2 separate regions of the Sus scrofa genome follow, and region 1 is linked to region 2. A link is a contact called in public Hi-C data. All regions are on one chromosome and are shown on one strand. Each heading gives the region's core, a stretch centred on a gene start, on an enhancer-like site or on the middle of the called end of the contact. The rest is flanking DNA. Distances are from core to core; before and after follow the strand shown.

What was found. A called contact is a pair of places that touch in the nucleus more often than the background predicts.
Region 1: a contact with region 2 is called in a Hi-C map of liver, with 2.6 times the contacts expected there. The contact joins the promoter of ORAI1 here to the promoter of RHOF in region 2. A contact is called at or near these places in 1 of 5 promoter capture datasets (liver), 6 of 47 Hi-C or Micro-C datasets (alveolar macrophages, heart right ventricle, liver and 2 more) and 2 of 2 datasets of contacts at active chromatin or transcription factors (alveolar macrophages and skeletal muscle).

The regions. Positions count from the first base shown.
Region 1 is chr14:31,023,289-31,030,054 of Sscrofa11.1, forward strand. ORAI1 (ORAI calcium release-activated calcium modulator 1) reads right to left here and starts at 4,720. Exons shown (of 2, transcript NM_001173519.1): 1 at 4,397-4,720. The coding sequence starts at 4,705.
Region 2 is chr14:30,892,082-30,898,805 of Sscrofa11.1, forward strand. RHOF (ras homolog family member F, filopodia associated) reads left to right here and starts at 4,319. Exons shown (of 5, transcript NM_001123190.1): 1 at 4,319-4,456; 2 at 4,763-4,850. The coding sequence starts at 4,319.

The sequences.
Region 1 (6,766 bases), core at 3,470-5,969, 130 kb after region 2:
ACCACTGTGGGAACTCCTGGGCCAGGTATATTCTAAGTGCTTTGCAAATATTATAATTTTATGAATCTTCACATCAACCCTACGAGGTCAGTATTACTATCATTACTTCATTTTACAGATGAGGAAGCTGAGGCCCAAAGACATTAAGTGATTTCCCCAGGATATCACAGTTGTAAGTGGCAGAGCCAAGATTTGAACCCATGTTGCCTGGCTCCAGCATCCCTCTTCTTACTTTGCTCTACAATACTTGAGCCTCCCAGCTCCGTCCTCCCTCCACTCTCTCTGATGCTTCCTTTCCCCCAGCAATGGGTATGCCAGAAAATGAGTTGGAAGGAAGGGTTCAAATCATAAGACGTTGTTGCAGTTCCTGTTGCGGCACAGTGGCTAACGAATCCAACTAGGAACCATGAGGTTTCGGGTTGGATCCCTGGCCTCGCTCTGTGGGTTAAGGATCTGGCGTTGCTGTGAGCTGTGGTGTAGGTGGCAGACGCGGCTCGGGTTGTCACAGCCAGGCAACCTCGGACAAGCCATTCATTTGGGACCAGCAGCTACCCCCACTCCCCATGCTGTAAAGATCACAGAGATGCTACAAGGAGAACACTTAGCACACATCTAGCCTACTGCAGGAGCCCAATCGACGACAGCAATGATTACCATTCGTAATTAGCGTCAAGAGGAATGAGTCTAATTTCTTTCTTTTTTTTTTTTTTGCTATTTCTTTGGGCCGCTTCTGTGGCATATGGAGGTTCCCAGGCTAGGGGTCAAATCGGAGCTGTAGCCGCCGGCCTACACCAGAGCCACAACAACTCGGGATCCGAGCCGCGTCTGCCACCTACACCACAGCTCACAGCAACGCCAGATCCTTAACCCACAGAGCGAGGCCAGGGATCCAACCCGAAACCTCATGGTTCCTAGTTGGATTCGTTAGCCACTGTGCCGCAACAGGAACTCCAACAATGTCTTATGATTTGAGCCCTTCCTTCCAACTCATTTTCTGAGAAATCCCAAGCAGCTTCTGAACTTGCACTGGAACCTGGGAACAAAAGGGTGTTGGCTGGCGGAGAACTTGAGGAGGCAGATAATCCAAAAATAATTGATCCCAGGTCATGGAAAGCATTTTGTTTACGGCAGCAAGCTGACCTTCCCAATTATCTTCTGCTTAGGCTAACGTTACAGGCTGCCCTCCCTAGCAAACTAAGATCGTAGCCTGTGCTGGCCATGGCCCCATGGGGGACAGGGACAGGCCGAGGCTGGCTGCTTCTTGCTGAGGTAAAGTGAGGCAAGGAAGGCCCCGGTCCTAGCCCAGGGTACCCTTGGCTCAAGTAGCATTTGCAGAGTGCTTATCACTTGCCATCTCCAGGGTTCCTGGTTTTGTAGTCTGGATGCTGAGCCTAGACAAGGCCTGAGGTTTGTATTTATTTATTTATTTTTGCTTTTTAGGGCCATGCCCATGGCATATGGAAGTGGAAGTTCCCAGGCTAGGGGGCTGAATCGGAGCTATAGCTGCCAGCCTATACCACAGCCACAGCAACGAGGGATCCGAGACACGTCTGTGACCTACTCCACAGCTCGAGGCAATGCCAGATCCTTAACCCACTGAGCAAGGCCAGGGATTGAACCCTCGTCCTCAGGGATAGTAGTCGGATTCATTTCCACCACACCACAACGGGAACTCCCAAGGCCTGTAGTTTGTAGAAATGCTGTCAAAGGTGGGAATCTTATCTACAGACTAGAGGGTCCAGCTAAGGTGTACATCATCAGTCCCCGGTAATTCCTCAATCCCTCATGGGCCAATCAGACTTGGTAAATGAATCCTCATGCAAGTCCATGTGAGAGCAGTGTATGCGCCTCCTTTGTACACATGAGAAAATTGGCTCCAAAGAGAAAAGGCTGCTTGTCTGAGGCCCCACAGCCTATTTCCCCAGCACAGGGCACCTGGCCAGGCCCTTCCACCCATGAAAGGGGAGTCTCTCCAACCCCTCCAGGCTCTTGGGAGACCCCCCCCCCCTTGATCTCACCTTTCTGAGCAGGTGAGCCTGGCATCCTCACCAAGTCTCCCACCCCTGGAGATCAAAGGTCACATCATGTCAGTTCCTCTGGGTTTCCAGGTCCTTAGGAAGGAAGCCCTCTGGGGGCAGGAAGTTGGAGGTGCTGACTCACAGGCCAAGGGAGAGGAGTCCAGGAAAGCTGTTCACTCTGTTTCCATGGCACTGGGCCACAGGGCACCCCTTCCTTCACAAGGCTGGATGTCTGTGGTGGGGGTGGGGCGCAGGCAGATCTGCACTGCTGAGCCCTATTCCCCACCCCAGCCCCACCTCTCCAACAGATTTCCACACTCACGGCAAACACAGTTACTTTCTTGACTCCCCCACTAAGTCCTCAGAATGGAAGCTGTCACAGGGTTCAGCCTTCCTGCTAGCAGAACTTTCATCAGTGGAGCCAGGAAGCCTTTCCACCCTCAGTGGGTAACATACAGGTCCCCCAGAAACAGTCTGGGGACAATAAAGGCCCACCAAATGCTGCTGGCTAGCCAGGCTGCCCGACTTCCCCCACACTGTTTTTAGCAAGAGGAAGAGGGAGGTGACATTTGATTAGGAGGCCCGGCTTCTGAGAGAGGACTTGAGAAGACAGGAAAGTGTCCCCGTCAGCTCCTCACTTCCTCTGGGGTGGGAAGGAGCCTGGGCAGCTATGAATTTATGACCCCAAGAAAAAGGCAAATAGGCACTCCCCCATCCGAAACTCAGAGCACTGCTGTGAAAAGCTGATAGCCATGGTGTCACTCCCTTCCACCTACTTGTAACATCTTACTTTGCTTAAAAGAAGCTTCTCTGCTCTATTTCTCATTCCCTACTAGGCCTGGTCCTAACATGTCCCTGGCTGGATGTTGATTGGAACTCCACACACCACAAACGGCACAAGTGCCCAAAAGAGTCTTGGATGCCAGCAGACTCGGGTTCAAATCCTGATTCAGCACCTAAGTCCCCTGACAAAACCACATCAAAGGGTTGAGGACTTAGTGGGGGAGTCAAGGAACCTACACAGTGCCTAGCACCTAATGGGTGCTTCGTAAGTGTCAGCTCTTCCTAGGATTTGGGGCTGATAACAGAATCCTGTCATATGGACCTAAACTAAAAACTAGAGTGCCACTCCCTTACACACACACCCTCTCTCAAGGGCTCCCTCAGCTACTGCTAGTCTGAGAAACTTCTGAGTAGCAGCCTTCATTTTACAATTCAGAAATCAAGGCCCACAGAGGAATCAGTCTGAGATCAAGGGGACAGCAAGGGGCAGAGCTCGTTCCCTCCCTCAATCCTCTGGCTTTTCCACTGAGGCCTGGGGTGCTGAGGGCCTGCTTAGGGCCTCCAAAAATTTCTTGTTCCTGTGCATTGTGCATCACCCACTTGTTTGTGAGACTCTGGGAGAGTACCAGACACAACGCCTTCCCAAGAAAACACAAGGGTGCAGCCACTCCCTCCTTCAAGGCCAAAAGCTTAGCTCACTCATGGGTGAGGCAGGAGTGCTGTGGGCTAGAGATCTTGGGGTGGGGGCAGACCCCATTCAGGCGGGCTGATGTCACTGAAGGCGAGAACCATGAATTGTTTTCTAGCTCCCTGCCTGGGTAGACGCCAAGATTCCTGGCCTGAGGGCATCCACGGGGTCACTTCTCAGCCCAACCTCAGCCTCACCCATCCCACCTTCAAGGCTAGTTCTCACTCCAATCCAGCCCGCCCTGGCAGAGGACACTAGGCCTACCCCCTAAATCAAGAACGAGCCCATTCAACGGGAACATGTCCCATGCTCCTCCCCCACACCCAGTGACTCAGTGGCAAGTTTCTGAAGAAGAAACTGCGGGTGGGGAGTGTTTGTCAACCCCCCTGGGCTGAGGCTCTCGGAAAACGCAGCAGGAGCAAGGCTGTGAGGAAATCCCCTCTACTAGGTAATCAAAGAACCTGGCAAATTCCTGCTAGCCTCAAATGTGGGGGCACAAGGGAGACACTCGGGGGTCCTTCTCCCAACCTCCTGCCACCTGTTCTCAAAGAGATCAGACCGCTCATGACTTTCCTTGCCCCCAGAACATATGTGGGACTGTCTTCTTACAGACAGATCTACGTCGAGGACCAAGCTGCATCAAGCTGGTCCACCTGAAGGCACCTGAGCCCTCCAACCCTGCACATAGTAAGACACCCAATCTCCCACATCGGGTGTCAATGATCGCCCCTCTTTCCTCACGTCCAGCACCTCTGGCCCCCTCCCGCGTCCACGGCAGCTTTCTCCCAGCTCTTCCCTTTCAACCCCAGCTCGCTCAGCTAGATCCCCCACGGGTCCCGTCGGGGCTGCGAGTGGCAGTGGCCAGGACGTGAAAGGGGGCAGGGCAGGGCAGGCTGCCCGAGCTCACCATGGCGAAGCCGGAGAGCAGAGCTGAGGTCCGGCTGGAGGCTTTGAGCTTGGCGCGGCTCAAGTAGAGCTTGCGCCAAGACAGCGCTTGCATCGAGTGCTCGTTGAGGCTCATCACCTCGGAGTAACTCTGGCCGATCCAGTCCGGGTAGGTGACCGCGGGCGGCGGCGGCGGCGGCGGCGGCGACCCCGGGGGCTCCCCGTCCCCGCTGTGGCGGCGGCTCCGGCGGCTGCCGCTGGTGGTGCTGCCGCCGCTGAGGGGAAGCTCAGGGCTGTTGCTGCTCGGAGGCGGGGCGGGCTCCGGATGCATGGAGCACGCTGCAAAGGCGCGGGCCGGCCCGGGCGCCTCCGAGGGCAGCGGCCCCCGCCCCCGCCGCACCTCCGCCTCTGCTGAAGCAGCCGCCGCCTGCCCCCCGCGCGGGTCCGGCCTCAACCGGCCGGCCGCGGAAAACAAGGAGGTCGAGGAAGCGACTACAGATCCAGCTCTCAGGGCCGTCTCGCCGCTGGCAAAAGCCGGGGGCGGCAGAGACGAGAGCTTGCGCGTGAGCCAGCGTCCAGGATCCCAGGGCCCCTCGGCGCGCTCCAGGATTGGCTGCCGCCCCTGGCTTATTTGCATGCGTCCTGCCCACTCAAGCCCCGCCCAGGAGGAAGCGTGGGGGGGGCGAGCAACGCGAGTCACGTGACTTCTCTGTTCCGACAGCACCACCCACAGTCCTATGCCCGCGCTGACTGCACCCGCCTCTCTTCCTGGAAGCACCCCAGCCCCCGGGGCCTCTCCGAGCGCCTCCCATCTCCACAGCTGCTCCAATGGCCCTTCTCTCGGAGCTCCGACTGCTGGGTCGGGCCACCTGAGGTCACCTCTGGGCGCCTGCTGAAGCTAATTTCCTTCCCCCTTGGAACAAGGTGACTCAAGACCTGCAGGAGAAAGAGCGGCTGTGATCTAAAGTTAATTCTGTATTTATTGAGCACCTACTGGGTGCCAACACTGCTCTAGGCACTGAGGCTAGGTTGGTGAAAAAGATGGACAAAATCTCCTGCCCGCTACATGGAGCTTACATTTTAGTGGAGGAGCGGTGCAAACACTGAGTAAATTATAATCGTTTAGAAGGTGACAGATGTATAGAAAAAATAAAGCAGGGAAAAGGAACATGGGTAGTGCAGGGCTACGATTTTAATTTGAAAAACTTAGAAGCGCCTTTTTTTTTCTGCTTCGCTTTCAGCATGTGTAAGTTGAGGAGGAGGCAGTTATTGAACCTGAGCAGGGCAGTGACAACTCTGGATCCTTAACCACCTGAGGCTCCAGGGAACTCCAAGGCCTTTTTTTTTTTTTTTTTTTTTTTGTCTTTTTGCTATTTCTTTGGGCCGCTCCCGCGGCATATGGAAGTTCCCAGGCTAGGGGTCTCATCGGAGCTGTAGCCGCCAGACTACGCCAGGGCCACAGCAACGCAGGATCCAAGCCGCGAATGCAACCTACACCACAGCTCAAGGCAATGCCGGATCGTTAACCCACTGAGCAAGGGCAGGGACCGAACCCGCAACCTCATGGTTCCTAGTCGGATTTGTTAACCACTGCGCCATAACGGGAACTCCGGAACTCCGAGGCCTTTTTATATTTTAGGTTAAGTATTTTGGTCTGTTTTGTCCAATTCGTTCACTTACAATTCACCAGCGTCTGGAACAAAAGCCACGGTACCGGTTAATACACCTATCCAATAAATGTACTGTGCACCAGGCTGAGGTATTCCAAGAAAATGGTAACTTTCATGGAATCGTATATTTTAGTGAAAAGAACAGGCAATCAACAAAATAAGTTCACATCTTTCTGATTTGGTCACTTTTTTTTTCTTTTTAGGGCTACACCCATAGCATATGGAGGTTCCCAGGCTAGGGGTTGAATCAGAGCTAGGGCTGCTGGCCTATGCCACAGCAACGCAGGATCTGAGCCACATCTGCGAGACCTACACCACAGCTCACAGCAACACCAGATCCTCAACCTACTGAGCGAGGCCAGGTATCAAACACGCGACTACATGGTTCCTAGTTGAAGTGGTTTTTGCTATGCCTGATTTGGTTACTTTTGAGCTGAGACCTGAACCAGCAAAACGAAGAAGAGGGCATCTGCTCTCCAGGGGCAGAAGAAAACAGCGATTTCCCTAAGGTATCAGCTCTAGGAACGCACGGACCTTCACTGCTGGTTTCACAACTCTGGAGTATTGCTTGGCACACTGCTCAGTAAATATCTGTTGAATGAATAAGTGTGGGAGAGACAGGAATGAGTGAAACTCAATTAGCCCAGAATCAAGTCACAGGCATGCGGCTTCCAGGTCCGCCGTGTGAAATTTAAGTCTTGTCACCACCAGAGGGCGTCCCT
Region 2 (6,724 bases), core at 3,069-5,568:
CTGCTGGCATCACTGCCCAAGAGCTGGAAAAGCTATCTGGTTGAAAGTAACCAGTGTGGTGCTTTTGGCTCCTTCTTGCCGGCCATGCCTTGGCTCCATGGAGGTCTCCAGTCCCAGATAAGCTGGGTTTGGTATCCTGTCCTTTGCTGGGGGGTAAGGGGTACAGCCCACCGGACTCCCTCCCTCTACCCAGTGTGAGCACTTTGTAAAAGCAGGTGAGGCTCACATAATAATGAGCCCCATGAGCCTCTTCCCTCCTTCCACACTTGCCTCAATCCTGCAGTTTAACTTCGGCTCTGCCATTGACGAGTTCATTCAACCCCCTGGATCTGCCCCTCTTGACTTCTGCCACCTGAGGTTGTCCTGCATCCCTTCTTAAAGAGTCTTTAGGGCTCTGTAGGGTAGGAGTCTGCCTACTCTGGGCACTGGACAGTTAAAGTGATTTCCCTCCCAGCAGCAGCCTGAAGGGCTACAGCCAGTTTCTCTACTCCCGTTTCTCCACTCCCGCCCTCAGACCAATTAGGGAGCAATTAGGTGCTCAGCTGTGGTCTGGGTGTTTCCTGGAAGGGAGCGATGCCCCCACAACCTGCACCACCTTCCTGCTTCCTTTCCTCTTTCACCCCCTCTTTTTGATTTCTTTGTCCCCCACGCCAGTATCACCTCTGTGGAGAGAGGGGCGGGGCAGCCTATCTGTCCTCTTTGGGCCCAGAGGGTGGCTCCGCCCTGATCACCCAGTGAGCTCGGGGCGGGGCTGCTCCTGGCGCCCAGCTGGTGGAGCCTGCCCTGAGAGGGCCACGCCAGCGGAAGGGCTGGGGAGGTGGCTGGACCTGCCTTACGACTGGCCGCCTGGGTCCCGCCCCTTCCGGCCCATCTTCCGTGGCCTGGAATCCGACCTTTTGGACCCTGTGTGTGGAGACTCAGCCTCTGCCTGGACTGTGGAGATGGGCAGCCCGCCATCTCAGAGGCCGCCTGGGTCCAGTATTGTCTCCAGCTGGTTGGTGACCTAGGCAGTTTCCCACCCCTCCAGGAGTCATGGTCTCCCCCATGTTAGCCAGGAAGAGGGAGTTGCTGGATAACCTTTTAGCTGTTTCCCAGTATGGCTTTGTGCAGGCAGCTTTTTGTACTCCAGCAGTGACTCCCCGACCCCACCACCAAGTGCTGAGGCCTGGAGGGAATCTTGGAACAGGGATAGATAACCTTGACAGCACTCCCTGCCAGGGCCACCTCCCATCTCTGGGACCTCAAGGAAGGTTCAGTCTCTGTCTCACATGAGGTGGATGATATCCCAGAGTGTTCTGATGCTCCTGGGAAGCAGAAGCCTCAAGCATTGATGTTGATTTCCCCATCCTAACTTATACTGGCCAGACTTTGCCCTGACAAGACAGAAGTGGACCTGCCCATAATAGAGCCCAGGCCTAAATTTATTTGTTCATTCCCATAAATGTCACCTGCCAGCTCTCCTAGGCTTCTGTGTCTAAATAGCTCTGTGGCAAGCTCGAATTTAAAGATGCTTTCTTACCCTCCTAAATCTCTCCAGGAATTCCTGGTGAATAGAGGAATGACACCGGTCCTCAGAACATCTCGCAGGTAAGAGAACAGGGCTTCCAGAATGTGTGGGCGTTCCCAGTGCCTCAGCTGGCCTGTCTGGCCCAGCGCCTCTGTGGAAGCTCTGAGCAGTTGGCCTGGCTGCTGGATATTTTTAGCTACAGATCCAGCCCCTACACCACCACAGGAGCCAGGTCCAAATCCAACATGCTCCAGGCCGGGTGGGGTTGGGGCTCTGCCAGCCTCTTGGCCAGGCAGGGGTGGGTGGGCAGGCTGGGCCCAGCATCAGCTGTCCTGCCTGGACCTGGGCCGGGCTGAGAAGACTCACTTTTCTTCTTCCTTTCTCTTGGTTTTGTGTAAGTCATTTGTTCTGGCATAAGTTGAAATCTATTTCTCAAGACGGGAAAAATGGAAACTGAGATCTGAGGATTTTGAGGAAAGTCAAGAGCCTTCCCCTCCCCCCACAGGCTGGAGTGAATGACACAGTTTGCTCAGAGTGGGTGACCCTTCTAAGTGAAATCTCCCAAGGTTCCTCCAGGTGAGGCAGTCTTACTCTCCCAGCCACTCCCTGAGCTTCGGGGTCCCTGATGCGGGGCAAGCCTGAGGCAGCCAAAGGGAAGAGGCTTGTGCCTGGCTCAAAGGTAAGTGCTTCCCCCGCTCCCTCCAAGCCCTCTTCCATCCTCTCCCTCCCTAAGTGATGCCCCCCCCCTCCGCTCCAGTGGTCCTGAGGAATCTCACTTCTGACATGTATTTGGACCTGTTTCCCTCCTCTTTTGCTAGCTTCCAGCTGCCACTGTGCACCCCAGCCCTGTCCCAGCCTCACCAGCCAATCACAGCTCCTCCCTGGTCATGGGAAAAGCTTTGTCTGGGCTCCTCTCCTGTTAAGAGCCTCTGTCCAGCACCCCTCTTGAGCCTGGCAACCAGGCCTCCACGATCTAACCCTGGTTACTAACTTGACAATCATGTCTGGCCTCCCTCACTCCCCAGCCACTGCCAAACCTGATATGATGTCTAGCCACCATACACTTACCCAGGCTGGGTACCCATCCTACTTCTGCTGGCCTTTCCTGCCAGCACTGACAAGCTTGGTTCATGTGCTGCCTGCCTCTCAACCTTCTCTGAACCCTAGAGGCTCTGGTGTCTAAATTGTTCACATCTCAGAACGCTTCCCCCAAGACTGAGTTCCTCAGAGGCAGGAACACAATTCCCTCTCAATAAACTTGTGCTGCAAAAAAGGAATGAATGGATGGCTGTTAATTCGTCCAGGAGTGCTTGACCCAGCAAATGTCTTCTGGCCCAGGGACAGGAAAAGGCTTTCCACTTAACTACTTTGAGCTGGCCCTTCTCTTCCCAGCGCTGGGCTCTTTGGGGACTTCCAGGGGTGGTCGCTGCTGCCATCTGGTGATCAGATCAGGCCTTGCAGCTGTTGAAAACCTCCACCTGGCATTTATGGAACTGCCAGGTTGGCAGTTTCCTTTCCGTAGTAGAGTTTACCTGATCCTTGTTGAGAACTTGGAAGTGGGGAATCTTCCAGGTGAAGTGGGGTTAAGAAGATCCTGAGTGCTGCCAGCCCTTTCCTGAGGGAACTACTAGTGGTCCTACCCAGCTGGGAAAGACCTCTCTCGCCTAGCCATGTCTGGGTACTTGCTTGGCATGTACTTGCTCCAGGGGTTCCCTCTGCCACTCCTGACCTCTGGGCAAAAGACAGCCCGAGGTCGCAAGGAGGTAAGGGTTGGAAGGCAGGGGTGATCTCAGCCAGCCATCCTGAGAGTACCTGTCCAGGGCCAAGGCTCAATAAATAGCTTTGGTGAGGAGTTGGGAGGGATGGGGAGAGAGCTTGGGATTAAGGATGTGTGTGGCTGCTGGCTGAAGAACACAAATTTCTTTGTGGGAGAGGGGTTGTTAGTCTCCAAAGTGGGCAGAACAGGGCCCAGCTGATCTCAACTAGATCTACCCTCGCTTTCCCCGTTCCCTCCTCGACGAAGTCTTGCTTGGTTCACGGTTCTGGGCCTTGCTAGAAAGAGGCTTCAGCTTGCGTGGTTTGGGGCCAACCCTCGAAAGGGTATTGTTCTGGGGCCGCTCACCTGTTTCCAAATTCGCGGCGCCGAGGCAATCGCCCGGCAGAGGGCGCCAGACCTCCACCTTTGGGGGCGGAGTGATAGGTAAGCGTAACTGCTGATCCCCGCACACAAGCAGGTATCTGATGGGCAGACACGACCTCCATACCCTGATCTTCCCTGGCACCGCCGACGCTACTTTCTTGGGGGAGAGGTCAGACTTCCCCTAGGCCACCTAGTTGGGGCGGGGCAAAGCTGAGAGCTTGAGATCTAGACTCCTCGAACCCGCTGGGAGACAATCCGCCAATCAAAGGGTCCTTGTCGGATTGGAGGAGGCCGAGTCGGCCTATCAGAGGGTCCGTGCCCGAAGACAGTCTGCCAATCAAAGGTGCTGGGTAGGGAGGAATGGAAACGTCGTATCTTGCCGGTTGGGGGCGCGCCGTGACTAGTGGGGGGGGAATAGGAGCTGCGCTTGCGGCTGAGCGCTTTTTCAGTTGCCTCAGTTTCCCTGGGAATGAAAAGTGAAGACTGGCCTGAGACCCTAGCAGGAAGGAAACAGGCTGGGAGGTCGACCCGGTTGACTGCCTGGCGGAGGTGGTGTCTTTTTCCGAGGGCGGGGCTCATTTTAGCCCCGCCTCCGGGCCCGCCCCCGCTTCGTTCGCTCAACCCCAGCGCTCTTCCCTGCGCGCTGCCGCCAGTGCTGCCGGCTGCGGGCTATGGACACCCCTGGGGCCCCGGCCCCGACCGCCGCGCCAGGCCCGGGCCGGAAGGAGCTGAAGATTGTGATCGTGGGCGATGGCGGCTGCGGCAAGACTTCATTGCTCATGGTGTACAGCCAGGGCTCCTTCCCCGAGGTGAGGCCCGCCCCGGGGTGGGGGGGAAGACTGGAGGCAGGTAGGTTAGGGGCGGTGGGGATGGACTTGGGACCACTGGGGACGAGGAACGGTCTTCAGCTTGAGCCCCGGGTCCAGGTCCTCAGCATCCTGCGCACGGAGAAGCGGCTGTCACCCCGGGGCGCCCCCTCGGGAATTCCAGAGCCTAGCAAAGAGATGTCTGGGCCCAGCAGAATGAGGGGATGAAGGTGGAGGATGGGGGTCCAGTTGGGCCCTGGGCTCCCGTCGCACCCCTTAAGAACCACAACCCGACCCCTCCTCCGACAGCACTATGCCCCATCCGTGTTCGAGAAGTACACAGCCAGAGTGACGGTGGGCAGCAAGGAGGTGACCCTGAACCTCTACGACACTGCCGGTGAGTGCGCCTGCGCAGCCGGGGTCCTAGGGTCTGCCGGAAGGGTTTCCCTGACCGGCATCCCCCGCGGAACGTCCCCGCCCTCCAGTCTCTCTGGGGCTCTGACATCCTGTCACTCCTGGAGGCCGCGGAGGGGCGCTGGCTGGGAGCCAGTTGACCACCGCCTAGCTGGGTGGTGCTGGAGGCCGAGTATTTGGAGGAGGTGAGCTCCAGGGGCACCTCCTAGTGCTGATGTCCTCCCGGGAGCTCACAGCTTCGTTCCTCTCCTGTGGTTCTAGAAAGCCGTGGGCTTTGCTTCTGCTTACCAAAGTTTCAGGATTTTGTGTGCTACATGCTGTGATCTCTTAAGATTCCGTGGGCTTCAGATTTGAGTCCCCTGGTGCGTACGATTCAGTGGGCTGCATTTCTGGGTCCTATGTTCCAGAATACTCTGTGACTCCAGGATTCTGTGGCCAGCAGTCCTGAGGCTCCAGGGCCCTATGGGTATAAATTCTGAATCTCGTGTTTCTGGGATTCCATGGGCATGGATCTGGAACTCTGTGATCTACAATTTTGAGCCTGTGATTCTAGAATTCTGTGGCTACAGTTCTGTTTCTTCTTGGTTCCCTGGGAAGGAATCAGGCCCTGAAGAAGGAACAGAGCTGTGGCGGGGGGAGGGGGGGGGCGGTTGGCTGGCAAAATAAGGCTCTCTGCCACCTGCAGCTCCTAAGGCAAGTGTATTTATGCTAATTGCGGCACAGTCATTATCCTTCCTATTGTTGGGGGATGGGTGGGAAGAGCATGGCCAATGGAAGGATTTGGGTACCTAGTACCCTGGGGGAGCTTCCATGCTGCCCTGACTCCCCTCTTGGCTGAATCAGCACTAGGGGCAAAGGTCAGGATTCCCAGCTGGGGCCTCACCCAGCCTCTGTGACTCAGTGTTTAGTGACCTGTGTGGAACCATGTCATCAGGTGCTCCTTGCCCTGTTAGCCAGGCCTTGTATGTTGGAGGTGAAGTCTTCTGACTGGCCTTGGATGGGGCTAAAATCCAGGATCACCTCCCCCCCACCCCACCCGCACAAGGCTGCCCGTAGTATCTCTCATTCCACCCCGGAGATGATGGGGAAAAGGGCTCTCCCTGCCCCACCTCCATTCCTGACTTTGTAGGGGTGTGTCCCCCCACTACAATGGCCTCTAGGGACCCTCTCTTGTTGGATGAGGGCCCTGCAGGGCTGGCCCCAGACCAGGACCAGGCCTCCAGCCTTATGGACTGGGAAAGCCAAAGGCTTCTGAGGAATTCCCAGGGCGTGGCCACAAGAGCAGTAAAAATTGTGGCATCTGGAATGCTTTTAGTTTCACATGTTCCTTGTCCCAGACCCAAGTAGGGGCAGGTTCATTAACCCCACTTTGTGGGTGGGGTGCTTGTAGAGTAGGGAGAGTCGGAGCGAAGCTTTTAGTTTCTCCTCGGTCCTCTGCCCTCACATCCCCGGGGTTCACTGTTCACTGCAGCTTCCCTCATCAGACCGAGTGCATGGACCACTTCTGGTCTTTCTGGCCTCACTCAGAGAAAGACACTCAAAGAACTTATCAGAGTAGATTGTCCTGTGGAGGTTCTGGGAAGGATTTTCACTAACAGCCACAGTGGGAGGGATAGGGGAAGTCCTTCCCAAGTCATCAGAAGCAGAGACCACCGGGGGCCATGATGACCCTGCCTACAACTTCCTGCCACATGCTTCGGAGTCAGTCCTGGGCTTTGAAGCCAGCCCCCTTGGCTGTGTCACTGGGGACACCTGGGCCTCAGTTTCCTTCTCTGTAATCAGGGCTAAAATAGTCATGAGGATTAAATCAGATTCTTGTGATGTACAGCACTTAGGTCAGGGCCTGGCTCTTGGAAG